Linked DNA regions of Mus musculus: regions 2 and 3 are each linked to region 1. A link is a contact called in public HiChIP or PLAC-seq and capture Hi-C data. All regions are on one chromosome and are shown on one strand. The core of a region is the stretch at or near the end of the contact, and the rest is flanking DNA. Distances in the headings are between cores, read along the strand shown.

Region 1 (3,395 bases), core at 401-2,900:
TTATCTCTAGTTCCAGGAGATCCCATACCTTCTTCAGATTTCTTCAGGCAACACACACACACACACACAGAGTACACTTACATTCACAGAAGCAAATACTCATCCACACAAAACAAAAACCAAATAAATCCTTAAAAACAAAATAAAACAAAAAGAGGCCAGGTACAATAGTAGATACCTATAATTGTAGCACTTGGAAGTCTGGGACGGGAATAACAGGAGTCCTAGGATAGCCTGGGGTAGAAAGCCAGACTGTGTGTTTTTAAAAGAGGGGAGTGAGCTATATGTGTCTAGCTAGGAGCCTTCCAACTGAATGGATGTTCAGCCCTCAGTACAATCCAAACAACAGGCTCGGGTTTCTTTACTAACTTCTTCCTAAATCAAGTTTTTCTTTCTATCATTAAGTCTATTCTCTTTCCTCACAATGCCAAATGCCAGGAATATACTTGAACTATTATCAATGCTCCATTAGCAGCTAAGGAAGAGGTAACGGTTGCACCTTTACTTGTCTGCCATAGCTGTCCTTTCCAGTCTACAAACAAACCTCTCAGCTCTTTTTTTCTTTTCTTTTTGAGATCTTATGTAGCCCAGGCTGACTTTGAAATTGCTCTGTTACTAAGGATGATCTTGATGGCATTATGATACTCCTACCTCCATCTCCCAAATGCTAGATTACAGATAAGAGCCACCACCAGCCCCACCTCAAAATCTCAAACTCTTGAATCCCCACCTCGCCCTTCATGGGATACTTGCCTATTCTCTGGTCCTTCCCAGACCCCTTCTGGATGCTAATTTCTCAAACGTTACTGTATTCTGTGGATGAAGCTAAACTCATAGCCAAAGCAAACACAACTGTGGTATGTAACATTACTTAGGTACGTTGTATCTGTCTTTACCAACTATACAGTAACAACTGGATGCCTTAAGCAAGGGAAAGATTCCTGCAAGCGTTTTTAACATCACTTTTCCCCCATCTCAGGTCTTGCACACCTCGGAGAAACAACTAGTCACATGCGTGTGCTTCGCACAACTCGCCCTGAGCAGCACAACCCTTTTCTCCATCGCACCAGGTTCTACCAACAATTCCCAACTTTTCCCGGGGGCCCAGCACTCGTCTGAGTATTGTTGGGTACCAACCACGCGTCTCCCGGGCCCTGGCGGTCACTCATCCACGGTGGGAGGCTCCGGGCACCCCATGGATATACAACTTGCAAGGAGTACGCCCCAACCAAAGGTCTGCCCGTGCCGCGGTCTCCCCGCGATCCGCCAGGGCAGGGACAGCACCGGGCTGGGGCGCAGCACCGCCGGGAAGGCGCACCTCGGTCGCCACAGACAGCGCGGGCTGCCCCCGTGCGACCCAGGCCCGGCGCCGCGGGAGCCGGCCGAGCGGAGGCCCGGGAGCCGCGGCCCGGTCGCCGGGAGGGAGGACAGGGCCGGCCGGGGACACCGGCGGGGCGCGCCCAGCCAGGGCGACAGAAAGGCCGAGCGGGAGTCCGGCTGGACCCGATCGCGCTTACCCGGCTCCGCGGGGTCCGAGCACCATCGCCGCCACCGCCTCACACAAAGGCCCCGGCCCGCCGTGCCCGGCCCGACGAGGAGGCGGCGCCGCCGGCCGCGGCCAGACTCTCCATCCGCCGAGCCGCTCGCCGCGCCGGCCCGGGCCGCCCCCGCCGCCCGGCCCGCAGCGCCCCCCGCCGTCCCGGAGGAGGCAGCGCCCCCCGCCGCCCGGCCCGCAGCGCCCCCCGCCGTCCGGGAGGAGGCAGCGCCCCCCGACGGCCGGGCGGAGCCACGAGCCCACACCAGCCCGCTCGCTGTGGCGCCTGGGGAGTGAAAAGCAGGTCCAACCAACCCTGTCCCCCAACAGCCTCGCAAAAATCTGTGTGCTTGTTCAGTTAATTTATGACTCCCGCGAGCTTTCTGAGGGCAGGGATCTGTGGTTTTGCCAGAGCTCCACTTTTGAGTTCTGCTTGTCACCTTGCCTTGCACACATATAGGCGCCTTCTAAAAACCTGTGTGCGGGTGCAGGTATGTGACTGTGCGGATGGGGGTGAGGGGGGCGGGGTCTGACCAAGCCAGCTCAGTCAGTCAACCGGGTCTCAAGGGAGGGAGTGAGGATTGCAAAGAAGAAAAAAAAATTGACAAAACTATAACATGACTCCAGCCAGTGCTGAGGCTGAGGCTGAAGCAACTTTATTTTTTTAGCTTTTATATCATTCTAGGTACATCCAAAAAAAACAAAAAACATGGTTCTTAGACCAAAGACAAAGTAATCAAGAGAAGTAGTAAACAAAGAGATCACACACGGTAATGATTAAGCATAGTAGCAAACAAAGCCCCACAGTCACCGTTTCTCACGTTCTTATCTGAGCCTACTTCCTTGTCCGAGCCCAGTGACAATGCCAAATTCCTGGAAGCAGCACCAGACACTCTCACCAGGGGTAGATGATTAACGAATGGAGTATTTCAGGTTAGATCCCCAGGAAGCTCTTCTGATAGCCCAAAACGGACCCTCCTTCCTGGTAGATGGCCAGATGGAGTCACTCTGTTACCTGGACCGTGGCAACCCAGGTGTCTTCCTAAACGGGTCCGTCCCCTGTCTAGAATTCCATCACTGGCCTCCTCCCTTCTCCTGAATCTGCTCATCAAATGATCCTGCTCAAGACTAGCCATAAAACCAAAGCTCCCCTGCCTACGTCCTTACACAGCCTAGACAGCCCAGGCTGGCTCCTTCCCATCCTGCCTCGCCTGCCAGCCAGGCACAACTCCAGCCCAGGCCTGTGTCTCATGGCCAATTCCAGCCTATCTGTCCTCTCTCTTTCATATCTGCCATAAAAGCATTCCCTTTGTGGGCTGGGGAGCTGGTTCAGAGGTTAAGAACACTGGCTGCTCTTCCAGGGGTCCGAAGTTCAATTTTCAGCAACCACATAGTGGCTCACAACCATCGCTAATGAGATCTGGTGCCCTCTTCTGGCCTGCAAGCATAAGTGCAGGCACAATGCTGTATACATAATAAATGTATTAATAAGTAAATCTTTTAAAACAAACAAAATCCTCCCTTTTAGCCATACCAGGGAATGACTATGTTGTCCATCCACACGAAAGTATCAGAAGGTCAAGGTCACCCTCAGCTACATAGCAAGTTTGAAGGTAGCCTAGGCTACATAAAAGCCTGTCTCAAAAGTTTTTTTTCTGTGTTATTACCCACTCCTGGGTTCCTAAAACGTGAAAGGAATTGGACAGTGAAACGAGGGTGATGAGTGACAGGAGATGCCTCTCAGGTCCGACCTTTAATTTAGAGGAAGGCACACTCTGTGGCATAGCATTCAGATAGGGCCCAGCACATGAAGCTATGAAAATCAGAGAATATTCTGTCTTTGAAGTGCTTGTGTTGGGAA
Region 2 (3,395 bases), core at 386-2,885, 530 kb after region 1:
AGATGCCATTTCATCTTCACTGGGTTAGCTCACCATCAGTATACGGATTTTGGCAATGTTCGTCATCCACCGGAATGTCAGAATAAACATTCTAGCAGTGTAAAGCAAAGAGGGTCTCCTGTGCCCATGTCCCGTCTCTAGCCTTATGTCTTTATGTCTTCTGTCTTCCTTTTGGTCTTCATCTTTGTATACTGCTCTTTCCCTAGGAAGCCTTTCAACATCTTGCTCTGAATTTACCTTTTCATTTATTTATTTTGGTTTTCCCAGACAAGGTTTCTTTGTGTAACCCCGGCTGTCCTGGAACTTGCTCTGTAGACCAGATTGGTCTGGAACTTAGAGATCTGCTTCCCTCTGCCTCCTAGAGTGCTGGACTAAAGGCATGCACCACCACTGCCCGGCATGTCCTTATCTCTTAATACTGCAGCCTTCTCCTTGGCTAGTCTGCGTCTTTAGACTTTTAATTCCTCTAGGGTAGAATTTTTCCTTTGCTTCAACCAGAGGAGAATCAGCCCCAAAATGGTAGTGGCTTCCAATTATGTTCTCAGTAAATACCTGTTGACTAGATGAATTAATGAACGAATTAAAAAAAAAAATCAACTTGGGGCCATGACCTAAAATTTCATATTTCCAGAAGATGAAGACATGACTTAGCCGGGCAGTGGTGGCACATGCCTTTAATCCCAGCACTTGACAGGCAAAGGCAGGCAGATTTCTGAGTTCGAGGCCAGCCTGGTCTACAAAGTGAGTTCCAGGACAGCCAGGGCTATACAGAGAAACCCTGTCTCAAAACAAAACAAACAAACAAACAAACAAACACCCAAAAAACAAAGAGAGAGAGAGAGAGAGAGAGAGAGAGAGAGAGAAGAAGAAGAAGAAGAAGAAGGAGGAGGAGGAGGAGGAGGAGGAGGAGGAGGAGGAGGAGGAGGAGGAGGAGGAAGGGAGGGAGGGAGGGCTCAGTGGTTAAGAGCGCCGACTGCTCTTCCAAAGGTCCTGAGTTCAAATCCCAGCAACCGCATGGTGGCTCACAACCATCTGTAACGAAATCTGATGCCCTCTTCTGGAGTGTCTGAAGACAGCTACAGTGTACTTACATATAGTAAATAAATAAATAAATCTTTAAAAAAAAAAAAAAAAGAGCATTAGCTCTTCCAGAGGACCATACTTGACACCCAGCTCCCACAACTTCAGTTCGGAGGATCCGACGCCCTCCTCTGGCCTCCGGGGCACTGAACTTACATCGTGCCAGCCAAACACCTATATACATAGAACAATTAAATGTATATATTTAAATTTGTCATGTCTGCAACCCCAACTTCATGGAGTCTGCAACCCCAACTTCATGGAGGACCAATCCTCACTTCCGTAATACCCAAACTTTATACCGAGAATGAGGCAGGGGATAGCAAGTTTGAAGCCAGCCTGGACTAAGCAAGGAGACCGGTCTCAAACAGAACGTTCGCCTACGGACAGAGCTCATCCACTAGAAACTGGACAGAACCGGAAGCGACAGAAGCGCCGCCCTGCACAGCGCCAACCCCGCATCCTTGTGAGTGCAACCCGAGCCAGGTGACCGCCCGGCAGCCGAGGGGGTGGAGCCATCCCCGCCGGCCCCGCCCCGCCCCGCTCGCGCGCCTGAGGGCGGGCCTCCGGTCACATGACGGCTGCGCAGGTGAGCACCGCTTCCGGGTCGGGCTTCGGAGTCGCGGCTAGCTCCCGCTTCCACTCGCTCGGGTGCGCGGGAGACTATGGCGTCCTCCTCCGTCCCTCCCGCCACCGCACCCGCGGCAGCTGGAGGCCCCGGCCCGGGATTCGGCTTCGCCTCCAAAACCAAGAAGAAGCATTTCGTACAGCAGAAAGTGAAGGTGTTCCGGGCCGCGGACCCGCTGGTGGGCGTGTTCCTGTGGGGCGTCGCTCACTCGGTAAGAACCGGCGGGACCCCGGCTCCTGCCCCTTGGCCCGAGGATCATCCGGGTCCTCGCGCTGCCGCCTCTCCCCCGCCCGGCCTGGTTCCCAGCGCACCATTCCCCGGTGTCCCCCGGGGTGGCTTCTGGTGGAGACTCTTGTCTGTCCCCTTCCCCTTTACTCCTCCCCTAGAGTTCCATCTTCACCTGATATCCAGCTCTGTTCCTTGACTCCTTCCTGTCAGGTCCAGCCCCAGGCTACAGGGACTGGCCAGGATCCGGCTGCAGCCAGAGGGACATTAAGGGGAGTGGCTCTGAAGGGTTATTGGTGAGGTCTGGGTGCGACAGTGCGTGAAGCGTGTCTGGGTACTACTGCCTGGCCAGAGAAGTAGTTTGATTTCCTCTCCACCTTGCTTTTGAGCCCCAGCCCTTGACTTTCGAACCTTGGCTTTTTCTGGGAATGCCTCTAGGCTTTTTGGACCTTCTAACCCTGCATGCCCTTTCCAGAGATTCAGCGTTTCAGAGAAGTTACCCCACTCTACCCTAGGGATGCCCTCTCTGAGGTCGAAATGCTAATATATGTCTTTGGGCTTAGCTGTGTCCCCATTGTTGGCTGGAGTGATGGTGTTTGCTATAAATGGAGTCACCTGTAACCAGGGAAAGGTTGAGGAGCCGTGGTGGCAAGGACGTTATTGGTGGACTTTAGGTGCCAGAAGGGGCTCGGAACAGTGCAACTGAGACCGATGGGCCCAGTGCACCTCCTGTCCTGAGGATATCGTGGAGGAACCAAGGCTAGTGAGGCATGGCTGGTTTTCTCCTTACTTAGGTCGGGAGTAGGAAGCATGCAGTTATCTTGAGCTTGACAGGGACTATTTTGATTACCACTTCTTTGGGTTGTAGACATGATGTGTTGTGGAGGTGTGAGGGGGCGAGGAAGAGGCCACATTGTTATGTTCTGATTGGAACATCGCTGGCGGTCAGTTAGCTCCCTTCTGCCTTGGCTGCTCTCAGGGGTATTATCTTTAGCGAGGATTCCATTTAAGGCATTTGCTGTGGGTAAGACTAGTGGAGATAAGGCTGCCCTAGTACCTTCCAGGTGACTTACCCATCCCCGTGGAACATGTACATACAGGGGAGGGTTTTCCCGTAAGACCTACCTCACGCTCTTTAGGCAAAATACCATCAACACCTCGCTTTCCAGCCAGCACACATGAACCTCAAGATTTAGAACAGAGAAACTCCTTGAACATATGTCTTAGCGATGATTCAGCGTGCTTAGCAGGTGGTAAGGAGCAGGCAGGAAAAGCTGAATTTTAGGCTGGGACTCTCAAGTAGCTTTTTCTTTTTCTTTTCTTTCTGAAGGAATATGTTCTGTCCTCTTTCCTACCGAGGACAAGAGCAGTTGCGTGCACTGTGGCATGTGGGATTTAGGTTAGACTGCAACCTTTGTCAAGTGAGAAAATGAGGACAGGCATTGTCTATTCACTTAATAAG
Region 3 (3,395 bases), core at 368-2,867, 510 kb before region 1:
TTGGAAAGCTGAAGTAGGAGTCCCATAAATTTGAGGCTGGCCTGGGCTATATAGTAAGGGCAATGGCCACAAAGCAAGACAATCTCAAAATACCAGAACAAATACAGACATGGTGGTGCACACCTTTAATCTCAGCAGGTGGAGGCAAAGGCAGGTGGATCTCTGAGTTCCAAGATAGACAGAGTTACCCAGGCAGACCCTGTCTCAAAAACAAAACAAAACAAAACAACAAACCTTCCTTTCCTTAATATCCCAAAACAATATGAATACAACCAAGGCCCAGAATTCAGCTGGGAAATTAAAAAGCATTAAGCAAGGAATTAAAAAGTATTAAAGAGGGAAATTGCAATACCCATAGCATTTAGAAACTGAAAGACTGAAGTCATATCAAGTGTCTTCACACATTAGGATCAAAGGAAGACAATGTATGAATTTGTAAAATGCAGCCAGCGTCTAGCTACACACCGTGGGCAGCTGCTGTGTGCACACCTACTAAAGGGCTATGAGAAAGTTCATTCCATGCCTAGGAGGCCGTGTCTATCCAAAATAGGTCTGAAAATATTCCCACACAAGGTTCACAAAAATACGCTTTAAAACGACTGCAAGCTGAGCAACGAGGTATACTCGATCTTCAACGGGAATCTTGGCGTCTTTAAGTTCTGGGCTACTCATCAGCCTCCTGGCTACTTCATTCATACTTTCCCAAGACTCCATGGTACAGTGCTGGGTGACATTGACTACAGAGGCCTTGAACTCTCTTACTAGGTCAATAGGAGGGAGCTTGTTCGCCGTCTCCAGCAGCACCTGGGCCATATCGTACAACACCCACCCGGGTTCATAGGTGCACGCCTCAGGCAGGGTAACTGAGCGCCGGACCCTCCTCATATCCCCAGGGGATGGCACCAGATGCCTCAGAATGACTTCATTGTTGCCGATCCCTTCCTCCTGGCTACTCTTTTGACTCTGGAGGACCAGGGTTTCCGCGCTGTCTTTTCCTCCCATTTCACTGATCCGAAGCTGCAGACTGTAGGCCTCGGCAGGGCAGCCAATGTTTTCCAGGACAACTCTCAGGGCTAAGAGGGACAAGAACTCAGACAGAGGAGCAGCGGGGAGCACCGTGTACAAGAGGTCCCGACAGGTAATGGGGGTTGGAGGAGGAATCTTGTTGGGGAGCACATTTGATGTGGGTTCAGTTCTTGTGACGGCTGGCAGGCTGCCATTCTGCGTCTTCCACGGAAAGGCGGTCACCGGGGACAGTAAGATACAGCCAAGAAGCAATGCAGCCTGGATCATGGTGGGTCCACAGGACAGCCCTGTTGTGAAGGAGCAGAGCTCAGGTGAGGAGGGCGCAAATATTCAACAGGAACAGGCACCAAGAATGGTCAGAGTTTGGTAGAGTCCTGGTCATTAGAGACTTCAGTTTCCCTGGACATAAGAGGGGGCCTCTTAGAGGCTGTTACCCTCACCTGTCTGGCAAGCAGCAGAGGAATGAAGTGGTTCTCTGTCTCACTCAGTAGGTCCCTAGTTGGAGCGGCTACCTTCCAGAGGTTAACTTCTTGTAGGTGATGACTGGAAACAAGTATTTACCACCTCTCTTTGGGTAGACTTTATCTGACCAGCTATTGCCCCATCCTGACAGGCAAGGCTCCTCCTTTGTGGCTAGGCGGTCCCTAGACCATAGTCCAGTCTCTGTAGCCTCTAGGCAGTGGAAAGTTTGTTCTCTTTTGAGACTGGGCCTTCTGTAGCCCTAGCTGGCTTGGAATTCAACTAGTTAGCCAAGGATGACCTTGGATTCTGATCCTTCTGCCACTATAACCCCAGTACGGGGATTTATGGGAATCTGCAACCAGGTGCAGTTGCCGTGGTACTGGGAATCAACTCCAAGGATTTATGCATGTTAGGCAAGCACATTACCAACTGGGCTACATTCCCAGTCCATGTGTCATGTTTACTTTAAAGATTTCCCAATCAAAAAATTTGAAAAATAGAACCTACAGCAAATCAAATCAAGTTATTACCAGAGCAGTCTTTTGAGTTTTTACCTTTATTGTTTTTTTTGTTTGTTTGGTAAGGTTTTTGTGGTTGTTGTTTCAAGACAGGCTTTCTCTTTGTAGCCCTGGCTGTCCTAGAACTCAATCTGTAGACCAGGCTGGCCTCAAACTCAGAGATATGCCTGTGTCTGCCTTTTAAGTGCTGGGATTCAAGGCGAATGCCCACAGAGGCCAGATGAGCTGGAGTTACAGCCAGTTGTAAGCCACCTGACATGGTTGCAAGGACTAAAAATTCTACTCCTTTGGAGAGAGTCTTACATGTTCTTAACCACTGAACCATCTCTCCAACCCCTATTTACTTTTTTGTTGAGATAGTCCTGGCTGCCCTGGAGCTAGGTAGACCAGGCTGGCCTTGAACACAAGGCCTCTGCCTCCAAGTGCTGAGATTAAAGGTATGAGCTACCATCACTCTTCTGGCTGCCTTCTAATTTTTTTGGACACTTTATAACCTAAGCTGGCCTAACTTCCTATATAGTCTAAGTATTCTTGCTTTAGTCTCCAGAGTGCTGGGATTATAGGCATGAGCCACCACCATACCTGTTTTGTTTCAAGACACAGTCTCAGACTCGTGGGTAAAAGGGATTTTTTTTGAGATTTTATCAAAGCCTCATGAGGAGCTGAACCAACAGGCATGTACCCTGTGGTCAGCAAGATGAAGCATCTTGTTACTTGTGGATAAGAGGAAGAAGAGGAAGAGGAGGAAGAAGAGGAAGAGGAGGAGGAGAAGGAAGAGGAGGAGGAAGACAACAAAAGTCTCTTTTTTTAAAAATTATATTTATTATCAAGCTGATTTTTTAAATTACATTTATTGGCCCACGCGTAGGGCTATATGACTCTTTCCTCTCCCTCATGGCAATTCTCTTGCCTCTGTCTCCCACACGATGGGATTAGCTCACACTACCAAGCTCAGTTCAGGACATGTCTTTTAATTTTACTCTTAAAAGTTCTTCCGAAGACACAACAGATGGCTGGCTGGCCGCTCTGAGATGAGCAACTGTTAATTGTACACATTTAATATGAAACACAAATCAGGGATGCTTGTCAGCTTGAGAGTGGTGCATCCCAGCTCTCCCTCAACTGTAGAAACGGGTTCAATCATGTGTCCTGGGATGAAAGAAAGAAAATGGGAGCAATCCAGTGCTTTGTGAGGACAGAATGAACAACCGTGCTGGGTTATAAAGCTCCCCGTCAGAAGCCAAGACGCAGTCCTTAGAGGAGGACAAGCCACCTTGAACCTTTCGCCACTCTTCATTTGCTACGAGACGGACCCAGAGACCGGCTGTGCACGCTGATGAACCTGGGGCAAGGACTGACCGCAAAGACTCCACCCAACACTGCTGCCTA

The links. HiChIP or PLAC-seq counts read pairs in DNA pulled down with a chosen protein or histone mark. Capture Hi-C pulls out chosen DNA fragments and counts their contacts.
Region 2: a contact with region 1 is called in an H3K4me3 HiChIP or PLAC-seq map of bone marrow-derived macrophages, with 3 times the contacts expected there. The contact joins the promoter of Pip4k2c here to the promoter of Zbtb39 in region 1. A contact is called at or near these places in 2 of 39 promoter capture datasets (liver and pre-B cells) and 1 of 115 datasets of contacts at active chromatin or transcription factors (bone marrow-derived macrophages).
Region 3: a capture Hi-C map of embryonic stem cells shows a contact between it and region 1, with 3 times the contacts expected there. The contact joins the promoter of Apon here to the promoter of Zbtb39 in region 1. A contact is called at or near these places in 3 of 39 promoter capture datasets (cranial neural crest, embryonic stem cells and liver), 1 of 115 datasets of contacts at active chromatin or transcription factors (embryonic limb bud) and 1 of 9 other capture datasets (embryonic stem cells).

Annotation. Positions count from the first base shown.
Region 1 is chr10:127,737,785-127,741,179 of GRCm38.p6, reverse strand. It overlaps Zbtb39 (zinc finger and BTB domain containing 39), which reads right to left and starts at 1,650. Exons shown (of 2, transcript NM_198035.2): 1 at 1,518-1,650.
Region 2 is chr10:127,209,862-127,213,256 of GRCm38.p6, reverse strand. Pip4k2c (phosphatidylinositol-5-phosphate 4-kinase, type II, gamma) reads left to right here and starts at 1,635. Exons shown (of 10, transcript NM_054097.3): 1 at 1,635-1,919. The coding sequence starts at 1,746.
Region 3 is chr10:128,252,353-128,255,747 of GRCm38.p6, reverse strand. It overlaps Apon (apolipoprotein N), which reads right to left and starts at 1,617. Exons shown (of 2, transcript NM_133996.3): 1 at 1,467-1,617; 2 at 1-1,313. The coding sequence starts at 1,293. The coding sequence ends at 538. It overlaps Timeless (timeless circadian clock 1), which reads right to left. Exons shown (of 29, transcript NM_001164081.1): 29 at 2,807-3,395.